Linked DNA regions of Oryctolagus cuniculus: region 1 is linked to region 2. The links are chromatin contacts, called in public Hi-C maps. All regions are on one chromosome and are shown on one strand. The core of a region is the stretch at or near the end of the contact, and the rest is flanking DNA. Distances in the headings are between cores, read along the strand shown. Region 1 has its middle 45 kb from the start of ASB13. Region 2 overlaps NET1 (neuroepithelial cell transforming 1).

Evidence for each region. Hi-C and Micro-C count contacts between places; a contact is called where the count stands out from the background.
Region 1: a Hi-C map of liver shows a contact between it and region 2, with 13 times the contacts expected there. The contact joins two enhancer-like sites. A contact is called at or near these places in 6 of 6 Hi-C or Micro-C datasets (ear pinna, embryonic fibroblasts, liver and 3 more).

The regions. Positions count from the first base shown.
Region 1 is chr13:79,512,952-79,516,867 of mOryCun1.1, forward strand. No RefSeq gene overlaps it. Among named protein-coding and RNA genes, the nearest start is that of ASB13, 45 kb to the right of the region's middle. Within about 2 kb of position 1,525, at least 4 of the 8 cell types and tissues checked have an H3K27ac peak or open chromatin away from gene starts, as enhancers often do.
Region 2 is chr13:79,298,550-79,302,543 of mOryCun1.1, forward strand. It overlaps NET1 (neuroepithelial cell transforming 1), which reads left to right. Exons shown (of 12, transcript XM_002721685.5): 4 at 3,820-3,927. Among named protein-coding and RNA genes, the nearest start is that of NET1, 49 kb to the left of the region's middle. Within about 2 kb of position 2,087, at least 2 of the 8 cell types and tissues checked have an H3K27ac peak or open chromatin away from gene starts, as enhancers often do.

The DNA of each region.
Region 1 (3,916 bases), core at 275-2,774, 210 kb after region 2:
GAGGACAGTGGAAGGTTCTAGTCTCCAGGCACCAAGATCACCTTGCAGCCTGTATCTTGCCCACTTTCCTCTGAGACAGACACCAGCCAGGTCTTTTTCAACCAGTGCCTGGAAATCAAAGTTTACATAGGCTCCCCTACCAACCCCCCAAAACTCTCTTAAACAGGCTAGGGGCCCACTGAAAGGATAAATCCAACAACACACAAAGAAAGGGAGTCAGAGAGGGAAAGAGACTTGTCCAAGATCACCCAGGCAAGGTAATAGCCAAGCCTAACAAAAATCAGCAGCATCATGAAATGCAAGCTTCTACCATTTTGTATTTTCTGCGGTATTGAAATCTGATTTGGTCAAAAGGCACAACACTTCAATAATGTAGGATGAATAAATTGTTTGAGACCTACTGTATAGCATAGTGAGTATAGTTAATAAAACTCTACTGTAGGGGCTGACACTGTGGTGCAGTGGGTTAAAGCCCCAGCCTGCAGCACTGGCATCCCATATGGGCACCAGTTCGAGTCCCAGATGCTCTACTTCTGATCCAGCTCTCTACTATGGCCTGGGAAAGCAGTAGAAGATGGCCCAAGTCCTTGGGCCCCTGTACCCATGTGGCAGACCTGGAAGAAGCACCCGGCTCCTGGCTTCAGATCGGCTCAGCTCTGGCCATTGCAGCCATTTGAGGAATGAACCAGTGGATGGAAGACCTCTACCTCTCTCTGTAACTGTCTTTCAAATCAATAAAATAAACCTCTTTAAAAAACTATTGTATACTTGAAATTTGCTAAGAGAGAAGATTTTAAATATTCTGATTACAAAGAAAAAACTCACAGCTAGGGAAGGCATTTGATAAAGCAGTTGAGCTATCATTGGGTATATCCACATCCTATATCGGAGTGCCTAGGTTCAAGTCCTGGCTCTGTTCCCAATTCCAGCTTCCTGCTTATGAGCCCTCTGTGAGGCAGCAATGATAATGCCTCAAGTAGCTGGGTTTTTACCATCCTTGTGGGATTAATGGATCAACCTCCCCACTCCTGACTTCAGCCTGGCCTAGCCCTGGCTGTTGCATGCACTTGGGGAATGAACCAAAAAAAGGGAGAATTCTGTCAGTCTCTCTCACTCTGTCTTGCCTCTCAAATAGATTAAATAAATAAAGAATTTCTTCAAAAAACCACAACTATGTGAGTTGATGGATACATTAGCTTGATTGTGGTGGTCATTTCACAGTGTATACCTATATCAAAGCACCACATTGTACATCTTGAAAAAATAAAATTTAGCATTTAAATTGCTTTAATATTTTGAGAGCAGGAAATGGTCTTAGAAACATTTTTCATTCCTCCCCTTGGTATTTCTGGTAAGGGGGCAATTCTTCCTCCAGCTCAGTAATGACATAACGACTGGCAATCTATCTCCACCTCAGACCGGTGTTTCCTTCAGTGTCTCCAGAGTTATGGGGGTTATTCAGGGTTGCGGGAAGCAAAGGGCCTTCTGGACAACACCCTGCTTGGCTCAGGCCTCAACCAGCTTGGCAAGCCCCAGACACTCCTTCCTGCCAGGCCAGATCTGGCTCCCACAGGTCACTTCGTGCAGTACCAGGCTGGCGCGTCAATGCCCTCATGTGGCCAGATGTCTAAATGCCAGGCTTGGCGCACAAAATTCTGGCCCCGCCACTTGCAGAGCTTGGCCTCTGCCTGCACTAAAAACTATGCAACAAGATCAATAATGTTAAGGAAACTGGTGCATCAGAAACGCAAGTCACCATAAATTTCTGGATGACCAGTGGCTGAACAATATTTTGGGATGAGCCCCTGACTCTCATTCATGAAAACTAAAGGCATGCAGAGGATCCCAAATTTAAAAGAGCTTAATGGTGACATTAAAAAGATGGTCTCAGGAATTAGTAATTTGTTTCAGTGATTAGCAGTGATAGAACCCTAGAAGGACCACTTCCCCAGGGAATTCCCAGGGCAACCCATCTTAGGGATGGATGTTATAACAGGTAGGACACTTGGCAGCATCATACGATCCAGGGACTATAGGAACAATGTCTGGGGCCTATGACACTTTCAGGGGCTCATGACGATGTTTTTATTTCCACTTTTTTCTTTTAAGATCGATTTGTTTATTTGAAAGTCAGAGCTACACAGAGAGAGGAGAGGCAGAGAGAGAGAGACAGAGGTCTTCCATCTGCTAGTTCACTCCCCAAAGCCAGGAGCCAGTAGCTTCCTCCAGGTCTCCCACATGGGTGCAGAGCCCAAGGCCCTGAGCCACCTTCCACTGCTTTCCCAGGCCACAGCAGAGAGCTGGATTGGAAGTGGAGCAGCTGGGACTAGAACCGGCACCCATATGGGATCCCGGCACTGCAGGCAGTGGCTTTACCCCCTTTACACAGTGCCGGCCCCTACTTCCATTCCTTTTAAAATCAAAAGGAAATAATGAACACTTCACCAGGAATCTAGCCTGCATTATGTTTATCTTTGAACTAACACATTCATAAAATAGAACTTTCAATTTGTTTTTTCTTCTCCAAAAGAAAGCAAAATGTACCTAGGTCAAGCCCCACTGTGTCCTAACGAGGCTCTGAAGACACTGCCTCCAGAAAGCTCTTATTAAAGTAAACATTTGTTTCCAGAGATAAGGAACAAAATGCACTGTTCTCTTCATGCCAGTGGTTTATCAGGTCTCTGAGACAGAACAGCTCCAGGATGGTGAGGTCATCGAAGAACAGCCCAGGAAAGGGAGAGAAGGCCCTGAGAGAAGGAAGCTCAGAGAGCAGGAGGAAGATGGAGGAGGGGCATGCCATCTACACAGAAGCAATAAGGAGAAAGGGAGCCAGGAACACCGGGACTCCTCTCCACTCATCCTGTGGAATGTAGTCCTGTGATCTCTCAGACCTCATCTGTAAAACAATAGGCATTCATTTCAGGCATGGAAAGCCAAGACACTGTGGCAAAAAATGACCTACATGAAAGATCTCTGTGAGTGAGATCCTGGTAGAAAGAATGGGCCATCAAAGAAGGAGGTACCTTTCTCTGAAGGGAGGAGAACTTCCACTTTGACTATGGCCTTGTCTAAATAAGGTTGGAGTTTGTGGACTCAAGAGCCTTCCATATCTTTGCCAGCTCATGACAAGAGCCTCAGGTGATCACTGATGTCACAAATAAGAGTGTCAATTGTTAAATCAACAACAGGAGTCACTGTGCACTTGCTCTCCATGTAGGACCTCTGTCCTTAACGTGTTGTATTGTGAGAATTAACGATAAAACTAGTCTTCAAACAGTATTTTACACTTTATGTTTCTGTGTGGGTGCAAACTGTTGAAATCTTTACTTAGTATAGAGTTGATCTTCTGTATATAAAGATAATTAAAAATGAATCTTAATGAAGAATGGGATGGGAGAAGGAGTAGGAGACAGGATGGTTTGGAAGTGGGAGGGCGGGTATGGGGGGAAAGAACCACTATAATCCAAAAGTTGTACTTTTGAAACTTATATTTATTAAATAAAAGCTTTCTATAAAAAAACTAGAAAAAAAGTAGGCACTCAAGAAATGGCTGCTGTCCTTAAAATATTATGGCTATAATTTCCTAAGTAGACACTAAGCTATGATGTGGCCATCAAAAGAGCCCCATGTGAGAGCAGGATTGCAGGTAGAAGCACCACAGGGTTCAAAAGGTGAAGTTTCTGCCATTTTGTCTCTGGCTCTGCTGGCTCTCTGGCTACAGACAAAATACTACAACACCTTTGGCCCTCTGGGCACTCTGGGTACATCATAAGAGCCAGAGCTTTGTGCCAGATCACCCTGCTTCCCCTTAGCTAGAAGTTTAGAAATCCCAAAGGGCAGCTAAAATTGTGCTGACCATGGGAAAGTGTTGACCCATGTTGACTGACATATAGACCAGAAGGCTATTTCTGAAGAG
Region 2 (3,994 bases), core at 837-3,336:
ACAACACAGCCTTAAATAAACAATTAGAATAGTCTATTACTAAGTAGAAAGAGGAAGAAATCCCAATTAATCAGAGTTTATTTTAAAATTCTTCTTAAATAACCTTTTTGTTTTTATTCCTTTTTTAAAATTCTTGCCAGGTAGGAGAGAAGACTATTTTTGTAGTAACCCAAGATGAATATACCCAGACACATACTGGTATATTTTTAACTCTGTTGATTTGACTTACTAAAGAAGATACCCTTCTAAAATATGTCCTCTAAATGGCATCATTAGAATAAAAAACCTATTTATAAAAAACTAGATTCATAAAAGGATTTTTCCATGTGGTTGCATTTACGTGTAAGGTACATCCCAATAAAGACCTTATTCTTAAAAATTTTCTGTTGATGGATAACCAGAAAATTTGTTAGGACATAAAACCTGACTGCAAGTGGATTATGAGAATTTATTAATTGAAAACCCAGTCTGAAGGCAGATTCCGTATAATAATTCATGTGACTACCTAGCTAAACTAAATAGTCTGATTAAAAATTAACCTAAATAAACAACATAAACTTACGTTAGAGAATGTTGGGTTTTTCCCCTTCAGGTGAACTTTAGCCCTGGTGAAAGGCTGCCTACAATTAAAAGGTTTGAGCATGTAAAGCTCTTGGTATTCGTTTTTATACCCCTGGATTTTCAGGCTGCCTTCTGAGAAGGTTGTATAGTTTCAGTATCCACATTTTTCAGCTTAATATTCTCCATAACTTGTTTCCAGCACTCCAAAACAAAAATAAACAATAACAACAACAAACATTATGAGCTTTTACTTTTGGTGGTGGTAAGATATATTCCTGCTGTTTTCCTGGATCACTTTTAAATGGTATTCCTGCATCCAGTCCATGGGGAAACACGAATGTGAGTGTAGTACCAGTTCTCTGAAAGCCTCATCTTAGAAATGTTTTGTGACAGTACAAATGCTTAGGATCTTAGTAAACAAATCAGATCATAAAGTAAGTACTTTTGATTGTAACTCACCTGTATTCCAAAGGAGACAAAGTTTTTCCTAGTGTTTTAGGTGACCCACAGATGTCTAATCTATAACATTCTTCCACAGAAGTCTTCTGTTTGACTTTTTTTTTTTTTTCAAATAGTATATGTGTCTTGAAATTAGTGTCATACTTTTGTAATGCTTTCAGTATTATAAATATATTTTTACAATACTTTCAGTATTATACTTTCATATTTCATAATCACACTTATTATTTGTTAAAATTTTTTATCCTTTTGAAATACATATGCCAAAGCTTGTGTTGTATTTGTCCGCTGTTCTTCACATATGTCCTTTGAGTAAGACAGTTACTATTGGATTCCCAAAAGCAAAACTGTAGAGGACCATTTCTGTCCCTCCCAAACCCTTATTTCCTGATTTAGTTACCATACTTTGTTACCAAAACATGCCATACTTGATCAGCTCTGAAGAGTAACTTGACCTTTGTGAAAGAGAGATTGTAGTTGAGTTTTTAAAATTATGAAACATATTCAACAATCAAATACTGATTAATATAATATCCTGCCACCCTGAAGATACTGCACAAACAAAATCCATATTCATTTTAGAAATATCTTTTAGACATATTTACATTTAGTTACCTAAATTCTGTGATGTTCATTTTAAATATCACATAATTTTGAGTTACCAGGAAATTAGTTGTTACAGTAACTATAGAGGTGAGAACATTTATCATTAATTTGATTTTATATAATATAGCAAATACCAAAAATTTTTTTCTTCTTTAACTTTCTTTTAAAATTCACCATAAGGTGAATTTAAATTTAAATTTAATTTAAATGTTTTGTGATTTACTAGGAAGTCAGTTTTATTATGCTTTAATCAAAGAAGAGTTAACCTCTGTTTGCAAAAAAGAAGAATAAAACTTTGTGACAACTGCTTTTTTTTTCTAGTTGATGTAGAAGGCGTTAATGTAGTAGGCATTAACTTTGTGAGGTAATTCAATCCATTCAAACAGGAGACTCTTTGTTCTGTCTTTACTAAATGGAAAGGAATGCCTTGTGCTTGCCTCTGCACACGCATGTGTCACTCAGTCTGCACAGATGTGTGTGGTAAAGGCATTCACATATGTCCCCAGCCGCACAGCTCGTGCCATCCTACCATACAGCTCAAAGGTCTTTATTTCAGTTCATTTAACATTTGCTCATTAGTGGCTTTATTCAGAGTTTGCCTTTGGAGTTCATTTATTTAGGGGGTAGAAAAAGTCATCTACAACTCCACCTCTTAAATTCTTCATAGTTCTGAATTTTCCTTATCTACAAAGTCTCTTTACTCTAGTAGTTCGTGTTTTTAATATATATATATATATGTATCCATTCAGCAGCTTTGATTAAGTCTTAATTGCTTTTTTTATATCACCTAAATTTCTTTTCAAATAATTTTTAGACTTTATCAGTCTCTTCTTAAATTTCTTGAAAGGGATTATTTTTATTCACTTTCCTCACCTCTTTTTATATGACTTTAGTCATGTCAAGAATTTTTAGGAAAAAAATTCCATTATTTTTAAATAATCTTTATTTTTACATGGTGATTCTAATATAATTTTTAATTATATATATCCTTAAGAATTATTTTGTTGAGTTTGCCACAATTGTGAAAGACACCAAATACAAAAAAAAAAAGCTAAGTATGCTCCTTAGACATTATAAAGAATAAATCTACCTGTTTTATGATCTGACTTTCTTTATTTCAATAACTATGCCAGTCACCTAGTGATATGCCTCCATTTTCCTAGCAGTAAAATTAGATGATCCAGTTTTTGTGAAATGTTGAGATCCTGGAATGATAAGTGATATGTTTGCCATATCAATAATATTTTTAAGTAATACATGTAGAACAATAACTGATTCCTCTGAATTTGTGTATATTTTTTCTTTGTTAATAAATATATGGTTGAGGATCTAATTATTTATAAATTCCAATGTTTATGTAGTAAGTGGAAATATTCCTTAAAAAAGTGTTCATAATAATTAAAATCTGGTATGTACCAAGCACTGTTCTGAGCTCTATTTACTGATTGATTGATCACAACAACTTTATAAGAGGACCCCTGCTATTAACCCTATTTTGCAAATGAGTGGGCTAAGGCTCCAGATGTACCCCCAACAAGTATGAGAGCCCGAATTTGAGCCAGTCATTCTGATTCCAGAACCTAAGAGCTCATTTAACCACTTGAATGCATTTTGACCTATTCAGATGTCATATTTCTTTAGAGGTTACTCTGTAACTGAAATAGTTAAAAATGAAATTATAAAATATCTGGGATTTGCTTGAAAATATTCAAGTAGAGGCAGAAGTGAAACAAAATATGATACCAGAAACTACTGAATCTGAGTGATAGATATGTGGGATTCATTATGCTGCTCTCTTCCATGTTTTTGAGTAACATTTTCACAATAATGAATCATTTTTTAAAAAGTTATTCTCCACATTAAGCTAGAAAGTTCTATAGGATTTTAGAATCTGATTTCTTTGTTTTAAATTTCATTTTTTTTCTTCTACCGGTACTATTTGTTATATTCTCAAGGTGATATTCAAATATTGACTGGCCTTTCTTAGAACATTTATTTTTTGGTAAATTGCTGATACTTGATAGTGTTCTTACTGTTTTAACAACGAAGAACATCTGTTCATTTTCACACGTACATGTTTCTGTGTTTTGTAATGTACAAACTTATTTTGTGAGAGGCTTAACTTTGTCTAAGCTTATTTGAAATCATTGTGCTTAAACATACATTTAGTGTAATCTGATTTTGTTTTCATAGGAGCCAAGCAATAAAAGAGTTCGACCTCTAGCTCGAGTCACATCCTTGGCGAATTTAATCTCTCCTGTAAGAAATGGAGCAGTCAGACGCTTTGGTCAAACAATACAGGTAAGAACAGGGAAAATGAGAGAATGTAGTCAGGGGACTTTTTAGTAAAAGCCTGAAATTAATTTTT